Linked DNA regions of Mus musculus: region 2 is linked to region 1. The links are chromatin contacts, called in public HiChIP or PLAC-seq maps. All regions are on one chromosome and are shown on one strand. Each heading gives the region's core, a stretch centred on a gene start, on an enhancer-like site or on the middle of the called end of the contact. The rest is flanking DNA. Distances are from core to core; before and after follow the strand shown.

Region 1 (6,943 bases), core at 3,730-6,229:
TCTCTTTATATGCCGCATCTCTATTAGGTGAGGGTAACGCTCTTTTCCTCTCCCCCCCCCCCAAAAAAATATCTAAGTATACAGGGTCCCTGCCTGGACCCAGACATGGAACTGATGGTGGGTACAATTTATATTTGCTTAAATGTGTCCCATAGAGAGACAACCACTTCTTATGGTTGTTTATATCAAGGACGGTTGTTTGCTTTGTGACCAACACTCTTCATGATGTGAACATCTGGTCTATGTAAGGTTAGCCCCTGTTGTCATTAATTGCACAGGCTGACTTTATTCCCATGACCCCTCTAAAATACAGACTTGGCGCTTATTCTTCCCTGGCCAATCAACCAGTTTATTTATGTGAGACAAATATTTGGGCCAGCGTGTTTTCTGTTAAAAGGGGGACGGGGAGCAGGAGATCATAACGCTGTGGGAGGATTTCCACCCAGAGATTGTCTTCACGTTCACACACAAAGTGTATCTGCATGCTCTGACCCTCAGATCATAAGGGGACGTACACACAAGGAAGTGCAGACCTGAGGTTTTGCAAGAGGTATTGCAATTCTTCTATAACCAGCATTTCTTAGATATTCCCCAACCATTTAATGAAGTTCTTCATACAAATGCCATCCCTCCCCCTTCTATTGTATTTCTACTTCCACACACACATACATGTATAGCACACACACACACACACACACACACACACACACACATGCACAGCTGATTAAGTTGCCAATGATATCTATGGGGGAGAAAGCCCAGAATTCCAGACAATGAGAGCAGGTGGGAAGTGTCTAGTCACTCAGAGCTCCTGGGAATTATAGTCATGGAGGAAATGCCTCCCTTTTTCTCTACACACGTGGACTCCCTAGGCTCAGAGTCCTCTTGGCCCTGGTTCTTTGCTTACTCAAGGACATTCATTGTCTCTGGACTTCACTCCATATGACCTTGCATGGGTGGCCAGGATCTGCACCTCCTTTAGCTTAAGTTTCAAACTCTTTGTGAAAGAAAGGGATGGTGGCCCAGAGGGTAGGATTGGCTCCTGGAGGTGCTGTGCAGCTGTTCCCAGCTGCCACGAGATGCAGCGCTCTCCCAGAAACCAGAAGTGCCTTTGTTCAAGTCATCGCTCCAGTGGCCTTGAAAAAGAAGGCCATGATCTATGATGTTGTAAGGTCAAAATGTTTCATATTTTGATGAAGTTAGGAGCTTCAAGTCTTCACACTAAGTACTTGTTCATCATTTCTGTATGTGATAATGTGATATTCTTGACCGAAATGGTCCAGTCTTGCTAATGATGGGAATTAAGATATGGGACATGGTAGTACTAAAGACAACATAGTAAATGCTTCTAAATATGGTCCAAATAAAGGCATAGAGTATTCAAGGAGCCACTTATGCGCATGTGTGCTTGTGTGCATGTGTGGATGTATAAATAGATAGAAGACAGACAGATGCACAGCAGGCCCTCTGTATCTATAGGTTGTATACCCAGAGGCTCAGCCAACTGCATGAAACTTACAGAAAAAAAAATTGCATCTGTGCTGAATATGTCCTGACTTTTTCTGCTATTATTCCTTTGACAATACTGTAGGAGCTCTTTACATAACATTTATGTCCTATCACACATTATAAATAATGCATACATGATTTAAAGTGCAGAGGAGGATGCTTTCAGTTATGTGTGAATATTGTACTATTTTATAGGAGAGACTGGAGCATCTGCAAAGTGTGATACATGCAGGGGGATGGGACAAATGGCCCCAAAGATACCAAAAGGAGTGTATATATGTGAACATACACATGTTCGTGTGTAGTTTATTTAAATACTTTACAAATATGTATCCTTTGTCTCTGTAAGGAAAATAGAATACCTTTTAGTTGGTACTGATGTAATAGACAAACGGGGAGCGGGCCCTTTTCATTCAGTTCAAAGCTCACCTGCCCTGGAACTACAGTAGAGAGATCCAGTCTTGACTTCCAGTAAAGATGTTTACATTTTGAAGAAAGGAAAAGGATGTACACTCCCTTTTATAGTCATACCACTCGTGCAATAGCAGTGGATATTGTTCACTTGGAATGAGTACTATCCCATGACACACAAGCCATAGACATTTGTCGTATTAATACTCTCTGCTCCATTAAGTCATGGGGGATGCTTTTCAAATTCAACAAGGAGGAGTTTCATACCCAAATACTTCTACTGGAGTGTGCTGAGTTGTTATATATATAAGTCCCCACACAGAAACATTTTTAGGGTGTTTGGTAGGAACATTAAAACACTTTAAATCAATAAGAATAATATCCTGTCTAGAGATTTTGAGTAACAAATTCATTTTCATTTTACTATAATTTTTTTTCAAAGATGGATTTATACTCTACTCTGGAAACACAGCTTACATTTCTATTTTCATCTTGATGGTGGAAATAAAGAAACACCTCAGCAACAGAAATTTCTAACTCTCAAACTCCCTCTCGAAGAGATTTCTTCAAACTTCCTTAAAGCGAAAGCTTTCTCCTTTTGTGAGGACAGTAGGGGGCACTCCCACCGCAAACTGTTAGGACAAATAGTGACAAAGAAGGAGAGAGACAGACAGACAGACAGACAGACAGACAGACTAGACATGTTTTGACTCCCCATATCACTAAGCATCAAAAGTATCACCTATATTTTTCTCTTCTCTAACTTTCTTCAGGGTGCAAATAAAAAGTTTGGTTTTGTTGTTGTTTTTTCCTGCCCCTGCCCCTGCCCCTGCCCCTGCGTGTGTGTGTGTGTGTGTGTGTGTGTGTGTGTGTGTGTGTGTGGTCTTAAGTATGCATAGAAATTCTATATTGCAAATTTGGGACAACTTACAACAGTCTAACCAGACCCTTCTTCTGAATATTAGGTAAATATAAGTAGCCAAAATGAACAGCAGCTTCAAGACAGCCTGTGTGGGGTTTTCTCACATAGAGACTTCAGTCTTCAGTCCTTCTCACAAACATCAAACTCCAAGTTCAGAGTCAAGATGAAAAGAACCCGTGGGGAAATTTTCATTAAATAATCCCATAATCCAGGCTCCACAGGTTGGGTCCTCTTAAATAAGAGTTTCTCATATAATTCAGTGAGCTTAAATTTATGCATTCAATAAAAAAAAAAAAAACCCACTCCACTGTGAATGTTAAAACAAAGACATTGTTCCGACACTTGGAAAATTAAATTCACCAAACCATGAAGCCTACTGTGCAGTTATTTTTGTAACCACCATAAATTGCTTTATAAAACTCCTCTACTGGATAAACAATCCAAGGAGATTTTCTTCATAGTAAAGGACAGGGCGGCCTTAAAGTTTATGACTTTTTCTTTTTCTTTTTTTTTTTTCCATACTTTTTTTTTTAAAGTAGTTGTGTTTCGAGTTACCTCAAAACCTTCTTGCTTTTACATGATTTCAGAAAGTTCCACAGAAAATCAGATCCAGGTCTGTAGATATACCATGCCCTCAAACAGACGTTACTGGAGTAAGAAGAAGCAATCCCATCTTGTGAAAATAAAGTTTAGTAGGGCAAAGCAAAAATGAAGGGGATTAGTACTAAATGTTTCACTATATTTAATTGTACCTCAGAGCCCAGGGCCGGCCTGTATGTCTCAGACTGATGGCTTGAAATGGGTCTCTCCCTGCACTGTATGAGGCCACATTCAATGCGAGCGGCTCTAGATAAGAGTTTTAGGGGTCTTTAATCACTTCATTCTTGTGTCCTTGGGGAATAGCACAGAACAGCCTTTGTGTCCAGAAGAAGGACCTGTTGTCCAGACTCAACAGGTCACTGCATAAGAACTTCCCAGAGGATAGGGCATAAATGACAGAAGCATGGGGGAGGGAGTATATTTAAGTGGCTGATGATTTTAAATGATATATATGCTATATCAGGGGAAAGCTGATTGTTTTTCTTTCCAATGACTGGGAAGTTACTGTTTTTAGAAGTGTTTAATGTTTGAATTTGATTATTATTTTTTTAGGACTAAACTATAAATTCAGCTCCCGAAATCAATCTGAACATGTTCTTGACTCTACAAGTGAATAAACTCGTCACATCATGTCTGTCTGTATTTTATGAATGGTTCCTTCCACGTGTACCTCAACTGTGTCATAACTTTTCTAATATTGTTTCAGTTATAATGAGAATGAATATTTTATGAACAGGCTGAACTTTATAAAAATGAGAAAATTCTAACCATATGAATTTTGTCCTTGAACTTGGAGGAGAGGGGAAAATAAATCAGTATTTTTTACCACAAACCAAATCCAGGCCACGCTAGAATTTATTAGAGTTTGGCTAACTCTGATATTATAGGTGATCTGAATTTGACACTGGCAAATCAGCTTATCCTGTAAATAACATTTACTTCCTAAATTGTATCCAGCGCATTTTCCCATGATTTCCCCCCCCCCTTTAAAATTAACTATCTTATTTGTAAAGATAATAGTTAGGAGATCTTTAGAAAAATTTCTGTCAGGCTGATAGTATTACCAACAAAGTGTTCTTTAAAACCCAGTTAGTCGTTGCTGGCACGTGATGAGGCATAGATTATCCAAACTACAGGGACTCTTGACACTTTTACTAAGTTTCTATATGACTTACCACCTTGGACAACTATCTGGCAAAGGGTCAAGGCAAATAAATACCGGAGCAAAGACCCATGTTAACCACAGGGAATTACCCCAAAGATAAAGGAATAGACATAGGCTTCCCTTGGTAAGCCCAGTAATGAGGAACAGTTTTCTAACTTAAAAGGAAACTCTCCTCTTTCCTTTTCTTTTCCTTTATCTAATTACTAGGGCGATTTCAAGGAATAAGATGTTTGGGGAACTGGGGAGCCCTGACAATTAAAATCAAGATCTCCATTCCTCTCTCCATCTGCCCCTCCCCAAGGGAGAAGAACGGGAGCCCAAGATGGGAACAGCTACTGCTCCCCCTTTGCCATCCCTTCCTAGTCTCCCCCTCTGCACAGCCAGCGCTCAGAAGTACCCATGGGGGTCCCCGCGCTCACCGGTACCAGGCGAGGCCCTTGTGGTAGCTGCGGTCAAAAAAGTGGGGCTCAGCACCCACGGCACGCACGTCGGGGTGCACGCGCAGGAACTCCAGCAGCGCCCGCGTGCCGCCCTTCTTCACGCCGATGATGATGGCCTGCGGCAGCTGCTTGCTGCCCTCGTCCAGAAGTAAGGCCAGGGTCCCCGGCTGGGCCTCGGCCACGCTGCTTCCCGCCCCGGAGCCTCCTGGTGCGGCGGCCAGCCCAGGGCTCTGCTCCTCCTGGTCGCTGCTGTCTCCTGGCCCCGACCGCCCGCGCCTCCTCCGTTGCCTCAGCTGCAGGAGGCGCTTCCTTGGCGCTCCCGCGGGCCACATCGCCAGTTCCCTGGGTCCTGCAGGGACGCCGCGCCCCGGGACCCCCGCGACGGGGCCCGAGCCGGGTGGGCAGCGCTCCGCCAGGCAGTAGAAGACGTAGAGGGAAGTGAGTAGCGAGCAGAGCATCAGCAAGAACTTCCTGAAGATGCTGCGCGACAGTGGCTCCGCCGGGCTGGGCTGGGCGCCGGTGGGACCCGAGGGGGCCATCCTAGCCAGAGGCGACCTCGGACGGCGAGCGGGCCATGCTAGGCCACGACTGTGCTGGGAGCTCCGCCATCCCCGCTGCCAGCCAGCGTGCTGCCCCGCGGCCGCATCGCCTGAGCCGCCCTGCGTGCCTGAGAGCTGCCCCGCTGGGCGGCAGCAGGGGCTGGAACTAGGGACCAAGCACTGCGAGCCCTTCTTGGGGTCCTGGGCTTCGGGCGACGAGGAGGAAAGGGGTGCGGGGCCGTGCTTAAGAAACCATGGTCTTGGGTCTGAAACGCGCCCGAGTCCTGAGCCTAGCTGCGCAGAGCTCCGCGCCCTGGGTCTCCGAGAGTCGCCCGGCAAGGGAGTCTCTGCGGCGGCAGTGGCGAAGGTGCTCGGCTCAGCAGGGTCCTGAGCGGTGCGGAACTTGGCTCAGCGATAACACATCCTTGGCTCAGTCCCCCGTGGAGCGGGCGCAGGACTCTCGGGCCGAAGAATTGTGTACGCTCCGGTTAGAACGAGTGACCCTTTTTCCAGCTTCTGCTCTCCTGGCCCGCCCAGGAGCGTGCCCTGAGTCCTGGCTCAGCTCGTCTCAGCAACCGAGCAAGCAAAGTCCCCCTAGTCCCTCTATCCGAATGGGACTCAAGCCTTCTGGCCTCTTGAGCGCTCCGGAAGTCTACCCACTCCTCTGGGGCCCCAGCTGGGAACAGCTTGGAGGGGCCCCGCTGTGCGGGACCTGTCAGCCACCGCTGCCACTGTGCTCTTGGGCTCTCCCCGCAGCCTCCTCAGCCGCTACCGCCACACGTGGGACGCGAAGGACAGCAAACTTGGTGGTGACGTCAACGGCCCAGGCCAGACCAACGCGGGGATCCGCTCTAGGGTGCAGAGCAGAGGCGCAGGGGCCGGGCTAGAGAGGCAGAAGGGGTGGGACCGGGACAAAAAAAAAAAAAAAAGGTGACGAGGCACCGCCCAATACACTGGAGAGGGCGCGGACGACAGAGGAGACGCCCCTTCCTCGCACTCCCTCTCTCCTTTCCTCCTTCCTCCTCCTCCACCCCTAGGTCTCTGGGCGCTGTCAGATTGACAGCGCCTGTATGATTGCCTGAGTCTAACGCCCAGCCAGTCCACCCCTTGCCGGATTGGGGGTTCTCAGACCTCTCCAGCTCAGCTTAGTCCTTAGCAGCCTTAACACCCCCAGATCCCCACTTCCTGATTCCCTCTGGTCCCAGCTTCTGTATTCCTACCCTTCTCCAGCCCACCCATCCCATCCCCTCTCATCCCAGAGACTTCTGAAGTTTTGTTCCCAAGAGTTCTTGGCAGGCCACGCCCCCATTTGTCTGGGCAAAGAGACAGCTTCAGTACAGACTTGCCTTCTACTTCC
Region 2 (7,501 bases), core at 1,655-4,154, 440 kb after region 1:
GCCTCTATAGCGTTTCAGTTGTAGATAGAGAGCTCTACAAGGATTTTATTTATTAACCAGATTTATGTCTATAGTGAGCCACAACTGTAGTAGTACTAATTGGTCATTTTCCCAGTCTTTTAAAGTTGAGGGGTTTTGTTTGGTTTTGCAGGATCTGCTGATGCCAGTAACTTTGGGTGCATTTATTTACTTTTCAGAACAGCTTTTAGAACTCACTATTTTAAGAATAGATTCTGAGGGAATTCTAGCCTTTGGCAGCTGTTTGAATGAGATTCCTTAGAGCCTTCTTAGAGGTTTTAGAAGACTCCACTCACTCTGGACTCCACATTGAGGAAGCATGGACGTTGAAAACTCAACTCATCCTCTCACTCTCCAGTTCACCTTGTGTTGAAGTAGATAATGCTCTTGGAAGGGGTGTGGAGCTAAGAGGAAGGGTTGCCTGGGGAGCGCTGGGCTTGTTCAGATGTCCAGGAGAGGAATCCATCACTGAGAGATACAAGCTGAATCTGCTGAGAGGAGCACTGGAGCACTGAGTTTCCTGGAAGCTAGGAGACAGGAGTTCCAGCTCCTGCAGGACACCAGCCAAGCATTAGGGGAAGAGGCTACTCTTGGTGCCTGGTTGGGAGTAGGAAAAGGAGTTTGTGTCCTGTTAGAGGGAGCCGGTGCTCGGTAACAGAGTTAGTTACCAACATTGAAGGTGGAGGAAGGAGAAAAGCAACAGTTGCTTGAGAATGGCCTGAGGCTGGGGCACTGGAGCTGAATGGCGGGGTAGTGGGGTTGGTGGTGAGGAGTGGTGAGGACCTAGTGGGCCTTGGCAAGCATGTTCTGAGAACGGTGATACCTCACCCGGCAGCATTTACAGTACAGTGCTTCTGTACAGGCATGGCTCCAAACATGGACTCTAGAGGAGCCTAGTCAGCCCTGACGTGAGTTAGCAGGGCCCCACAGGGGCAGCATGACGTGTACACTGCTGAAAGCCTGCCTCCGAAGAACTGGCGCATTGCTTAGAAAGGGCCGTATAGAGAGGGGTAGACAGCAGAAGAGTCCAGGAGCATGGACGGCTAGGAGAGCTTTGCTCGCCAAGTTGGAATGTTCACGTCATTCCCTGGGTGCTGCTGCCCATGCTTTATTCTGGAAAAGAACATGGCCAGCTTAGCTCCTAGAAAGATCACTGACTGCTGTATACAAAGTGAAAGGAAGGAGGTCAGCAGGTCGAGGGAGATGGTAGAAAAGTAGCTAGTGACTAGGAGGGCTGAGCCCATGGAGTATTCTGGTTATGTGATAGTGACTGTGTGTGACCTATTTGAGATTAGCATTTTGTCTTCCGATGTGACTCTGTGGGAAGAACAGATTATGATTGGTTAGGGTTCCCTTAATACTGGTTTTGTTTGGATGAGTTTAGTAATTATTTTATTCAGTTAACTTAGAGAGTGGCTATCTAGGTGTTGTATCAGTTTGGTCATGCAGTCAGGGTAGGCTCTAACAGGCCATCTCCCTGATTTCTTCTTCAAGGCTGTAGTTAAAGGTGTGTACCAGAGACACACCTGGCTTGGCCTTACTTTTGGTTTTTCCCTAACTAGAAAATGCATGGTCTTTATAGACACTGAAAAATCGGGAAGATAAGAATAATAAATCACCCTCCCTCACTACTCAGAGCAGGTATTATAAATATTTCATTTTCCTTCCATCTTTTGTGAGAAAGCAGTGTTTACAAATTGAGATTCCCCTGGCAGGAACAGAAGGTCACTTTACGGTAGAGGCTCTGGGAGCTAGGCAGGGCTGGGGTTTCTTTTACTCTAGGATGCAGCACTTGACTTTAATAAGGACTAGGTTACTAATGTTTTGAGCCTTTTTTATTTTTTTCTTTTGAGGACAAAGCCTTCATGAGAGGTGGCCTGTGTGACCTCTTCAAAGAACATTGCCCAGTCTCCATATGCATGAAAACCACTTTTGATGGATGCCAGACTGCCTGCATTTGCTATTTCACATGCCTCATGGGGAAAAAAAAATCTCAATGAGAATGAGTCGTAGTTTGTTTATTGGAGGTAGACCAGTAGGACATGGGTAACAAGGGAAAAGTGACAGCTGCCTGGGCATCTTAACTGATTTGTAAGAAGAAATGATATGTGGGTCCTGCTAGAGCCCCTCTCTGAGCTTTTTATTTTTTTTAAATATCCCTTTTAATCTGGTTGGAGATTGATGGAGATACTATCGAGCTGTTAGGAGCTGTGAGCTGGACGGGAATGACAAACACACACTGACAGCTTTCCAGGGGATGGATGGAGCAACAAGCCCTGAACTGCAGGGTGTGTCTTTCTGCGGGGCCTTTGGAGGAATGTTGCTCTCACACTGTGGGGGAGGGGGGCGGGGGGGGGGCGGGGAGAAGGGGGTGGAGAAAGGATATATCTTGTTACCTAGTTGGATATTTTCCCTAACACAACTTATAGTCATTGTAAGTGGCATTGAGGTACCCATCTGCCTAGCACCTTCATAGTTTCTTCTGAGCGTGGACTTTTTCTTCAATGTATAGAAATTAGCACTTGCAGTTTGAGTTGGAGCAGTGTGTCACAATGTCCCCACCAGCACCTCCCTCCCTGTGCTTTCAGGACAGTCCCAGGGCCTGTTGATTCTGAACATTTCTCTCAAGACTAGCAGGGACTCAGCTTCCTGCATGAGATACTGGGTTAGGAGGCAGGGAACACTGGAGCCAACTGCCTGCTTCCTGGAGCGAGTGTATATGCAGGAATAGACAAAGCAGACCCAAGACCCAGAAGGAGCCAGAGCAGTGATGGCTGAGGTCATGTGAAGGTGACTCTGCAAGTGGTACAAGGTGTAAGAGCTCGCAAGGCCCTGTCCTCTGGGCTAGGCTGACTTTTGTTTCCAATGCTCCTCACTCTAGGAGTGTAAACACACAGCTGATCTTGGAGTTGCTGGAGGGCAGGGAGCCTGTAGCTGAGGGTGTGACAAGGCTGTGAGCCCGAGGAAGGAAGCAAAAGTTCAAAATGAAAAATGGCCAAACGATTGGTGGATTTTTACAAAAACAGACTGAGAGGAAAAGCTCTTTTGAAATTTTAACCTAGACAAAAAATATATTGTTTGCTGAGGGGGAAAATGAGGTATTCATTGCTCCAGTGTTTGGAAATTCTCCTTCCTTGTGCTCCCAGGACAGTGCAGTACCTGTGAAGCTTTCAACTGAACTGAAGAAGGAAAGGTGAAGGCCTTCCGGATCACTGCTCCCTAGCATTGGTCTCGCCTCCCTTTTTATTTCCTCTGCGTGTTATTCTGTGGCCATCGTCAGTAAAAGAAGCTGGTCACATTTCCCTGCTGCCTTGTACTGTCCCAGGGAAGGAGTCTCAGCTGGCCCAGTTTAGATGAGATAGGTTCTTAGGGGACCGTAGAAGTGAAGTGGGGTTACTGGTCCTGTGGCCACTCAAACCCTGAGCAGAACCTTCTGTTAGAAGAGCAGCTTAGGCCCAAGAGAGACCTGTGAGCTGTCCACCTCTCTCCAGCCTGTCGCTCTCAGTGTGCTCTGAACTCTCCTGGGTACAGTTAATTCATCCTCTTTGTTTTATTTTTTATTGCATGGCCCATAAATTTAATCCTCCAAGTCAGGAGTGTTTGGCTACAGGACGTGTCTGTGCTGAGTCAGCATGCTCTTCCTTGTACTCTGCTGCAGTTCAGCAGCCACTTCACAGCATTCACTTTGTCGTAGGTGAAGCAAGGAGCCTGGCGGTGACATACAGCGTGTGGAAGTGTGACAGTACTCTGCATGCCTTACTTCCCATTCCATTTATGGGACACAAATATCCGTAGCATCTTGAAACCAATCTTCCTTGAGTGTCAAGGAAACTGTACATTCTGAGGGTTCATATCATATTTGTCTTTTATATTCAACACATTGCAAGAATTCAAGTTGTGCTTCAGAAATAGTTAAAGCCATGAAAGCATAATATATATATATATATATATATATATATATATATATATATATATATATACACCACAGGGAAACATGAGTAGGCAACAAACGGCCGCTACATGTAAGGTCTGCAGTCTAACTGCTAACACGCATGAACTTTCTCTGAACATACTCTGCTCTGTGTTTTGGAAATGCGGTTTAAATATCTAAACCAGAGCAATGAGCTAACTGAAAGACACTCTATAAAATGCATGGGAAACAGAATCAAGCAGCAGGAACTCTGATCCCTTGGTGTGCGGAAGGGGTGCTGTACCGTCACTAAAATCAACCCACAAGCTTAGTTAGCATGGAATTTCTGCCCAGATGTTGCTTTTGAAAAATTGAGGCCCTCGTGGAGTCCAGCGCTGCCACCATTCTGTTGCTTTCTAGCCCTGGTCACTATTTTTTGGATGGCTAACCCCCCCCCCCCAGGAGTACAGAAACCATTTCATCATTCCTATCTGGATGAACTAATTCATGAAAATGCCTGCATAATGAGCAAGCACATGTGTGCACACCCATGACAGAGCTCAAGCCCTAAAAAGTATTTAGCACCAGTCTCTGTGCTGTATTAAGAGTGGTACCTGATAGATAGCAGCATAGCATAGCTTGTGACTGAAATCCTCATTAGTCCCATGGAGTGAAAATGAAACACATATTTCAGGCCAGAAAGAAAAAGTCATTTCAAATGCCCAAAAAAAATGTATTTGAAAATTGGGATAAGGTGGTGATGTGAACATTTACAACAGACTCTTGTAACATGAGACTGCAGCTAATTCAGTACAGAATGTGGATTCTGATGGGCGGATGATTGATAATACTTACAGATTATACATCACTTTTTACTGATTATAGCAGTCCATGCCTATCTATAAGCATTGCTTGCACTGATGGCTCATGGAATGGTCAATGAAGACTCATCTGCATAGTATTATACTGTGTCTCTTTAATGATAAGAATTTTATATTCACAGCTCAAAAAGTCTGCCCCTTGGATTAATAGGTAATGAAAAGCCCTTTAAAACAAATTTTAATTAAATGTATGGCATTGTGAGCCACCTGATATTAGGTGCAGTGGAGGCAAGAGCAGTACATGCACTTAACTGCTAAATCACCTCTTCAGTTCCAAGTCAAGCACTTTCAGTGGTAGCCATGGTAAAAGTAAGTACAGAAACCCATGTCAGTGATAGCTTGGTCACAGTGTCAGACCCACAGTGAGAAACATAAGGGATCAGCTTTTCTGCAACCTAAGCCCTGAGCAGGTCAGGTAAGGCTGTTTGCTTGTGCATGGTGCGGGGTCCATAAACAAAGCCATGATCAAGAAAGCAGAGGAGGAGGGGAGCAATGTGGGGTCTGAAACATATCGACCAACGAGGACAAACCTGGACCATCTGGACTCGTGCAAGCAGCTGCCACCGATGCACCAGGTGACCTGACAGAGAGCAGCACAAAACTTGGCTCAAGATCTTCAGAAGCTGGAAGAACTTGGAAACCAGCTGCAGCCTGAGGAGATCTGTCCTGAGCTGGAGAAGCTGCAAGCCTGGTGCTGCTGAAAGCCAATAGTGTGTGGCCATCCAACAGAGTGTGGCCATCCAAGTGTGCGGCCATCAGATCTACAGCTGAGTGTAAGCTACAAACAGCACCTGACATGGAACCAGCTTTCCAAGAATCCACATGGCTGCTACTTCACATCTACTTCCAGATCTCACTAAGCTCTGTGACAGACTCTGTCCCACAGCTACACAGGAAAAACTTTGGGCAATATTGTTCCAGAATAGGCAAAGTGACATGAAACAGAGCCATCACAGTTCGTCCCTCCGAGCATGATACTCAGATGTACCTTTCAAGCAAATTTAGTTTCCAAATAGACCATAGCAATACATTATCTATGCTCTTACAGCCACCACACAGAGGCATTAATAGCTAGCTCCCCTAGAGGAGAAAAGACAGAGTCTTTGGGTGCTCTCCATTTTCTTCAAGCTTTTTGGCTTCTTGATGCTGCACAGCTTACACTAAATAAGATGTGAGACGCAACCCAGTAACCAACGCTTAAGAGACTTTAGATTTTTTTAAGTGATGTTATATATTTTAAAGAGACTGAAGTTTTAAAATGTTTGAATTTTTAAAGCCTGTGAGACTTCACAATTTCCAAAATAGTTCAGAACACAACTTTGCTTGATTCTTAATGTGTGTGTCCTGGTTATTTCTTTGTCAACTTAACAAACTAGAGTTCTTTCAAAGATGAACCTCAATTGAGAAAATGGCCCCATCAGATTGGCCTATAGGCAAGACAGTAGATCATGTTCTTGATTAATGATTGATGTGGGAGGGCCCAGCCCACTGGAGATGGTGCTGCTCCTGGGCAGTGGTCCTGAGTGCTATCAGAAAGAAAGCTGAACAGGGAGAGCCATGGAGCAAGGCAGGAAACAGTGTTCCTCCATGGTCTTCAGTTCCTGACTTGAGCTCCTGCCGAGGCGTCCCTCAGTAATGGAGTATGTCAGATGAAGTAAATCCTTCTTCCACAAGCTATTTCTGGCCAGTAGTATTTGATCTCAGCAATTAAAAAGTAAAGTGAGATCGAAATTGGTACTAGAAATAGAGTATTGCTGTAGCAGACCTGTTACTTTGAGGAAGAGTGTAGACGTATAGAAGGCCACTGAGTGCTCAGAGCTTAATGAACTGTTATGAGAACTTAGAGGATCAGGATACTTCTGATCAGATGTGATTTTTCAGGAGGAAGCAAAGACCCTATCAAGACTATTGAGATTGTTGACTAAGAATTTGTGGCAATACAACCTTTACTAGGACAATTGATGGTGACTAGCTGGGGCTGAAAAATCAGCTTTCATTAGTAAGAGACACACTTCATTGAGATAAAATCTTCTTAAAGTATTTTCTCAAGTTCAGCACACAGAAGGGGCCAAGGCCAGCTCATGCTGGCAGCCAAACTTGGTCTGCCAGGTGGTAAGTTTTAAAGGCAAGCAAGGTTCATAGAAATCAGCTGAGACCTTTTACTGTAAGAGGCCAGGAGAGACATTGGTAAAGGTGGAGCCTGAGTTACATTGGAAATGCTAGGATTGAAGGGGTCATGAAGAGAAGTTGAGGCTTGACACCATGTAGCAGGGTCAGAGTCCATGAAGCATGCCCAGGAGAGGTTAGTGATCCAGGTGCAGCCTGTGGAGACCCCTTCATATTGGAGATGACAGGCTCCAAAGACAGGGGCAGTGGCAGGCATGGTGTGGAGCTGGCCTGAGTCTATGAGGCAAGCTGTGTGTGCTAAGGATGGTGGAGCTGAGAGGGGAGAGCGACCTAAGCCCTTTGGAGCCGAGAACATCATGGGTGTATCCCAAATGCAAGACATCGAGCTGCAGGATTTGATTTACACTGTTGGCGTTTGGTTTTCATTTGGTTTGTTTGTAACCATGTCCTGGCACTTCCTCCTTAGAGTAAGAAGTTTGTAACTTAGTTTTGAGTTTACAGGGACACTTGAGAGACTTAAAATTGTAAAGTGGTGTTAGGTATTTTAAAGAGGCTGAACTTATAA

Evidence for each region. HiChIP or PLAC-seq counts read pairs in DNA pulled down with a chosen protein or histone mark.
Region 2: an H3K4me3 HiChIP or PLAC-seq map of embryonic stem cells shows a contact between it and region 1, with 7 times the contacts expected there. The contact joins the enhancer-like site here to the promoter of F930015N05Rik in region 1. A contact is called at or near these places in 6 of 39 promoter capture datasets (cranial neural crest, frontonasal cranial neural crest, hippocampal neurons and 3 more), 3 of 484 Hi-C or Micro-C datasets (CD4 T cells, embryonic stem cells and gonadal supporting cells), 8 of 115 datasets of contacts at active chromatin or transcription factors (craniofacial prominence, embryonic basal ganglia, embryonic forebrain and 5 more) and 2 of 9 other capture datasets (adipose tissue and embryonic stem cells).

What each region holds. Positions count from the first base shown.
Region 1 is chr11:64,434,710-64,441,652 of GRCm38.p6, reverse strand. It overlaps F930015N05Rik (RIKEN cDNA F930015N05 gene), which reads left to right and starts at 4,979. Exons shown (of 1, transcript NR_028445.1): 1 at 4,979-6,943. It overlaps Hs3st3a1 (heparan sulfate (glucosamine) 3-O-sulfotransferase 3A1), which reads right to left and starts at 6,321. Exons shown (of 2, transcript NM_178870.5): 1 at 5,027-6,321. The coding sequence starts at 5,586.
Region 2 is chr11:63,995,749-64,003,249 of GRCm38.p6, reverse strand. All of the region lies in intron 4 of Cox10 (heme A:farnesyltransferase cytochrome c oxidase assembly factor 10), which reads left to right. Among named protein-coding and RNA genes, the nearest start is that of Gm51866, 34 kb to the left of the region's middle. Within about 2 kb of position 2,904, at least 27 of the 459 cell types and tissues checked have an H3K27ac peak or open chromatin away from gene starts, as enhancers often do. A contact at or near this core is called in adipose tissue and embryonic stem cells, where this site is marked.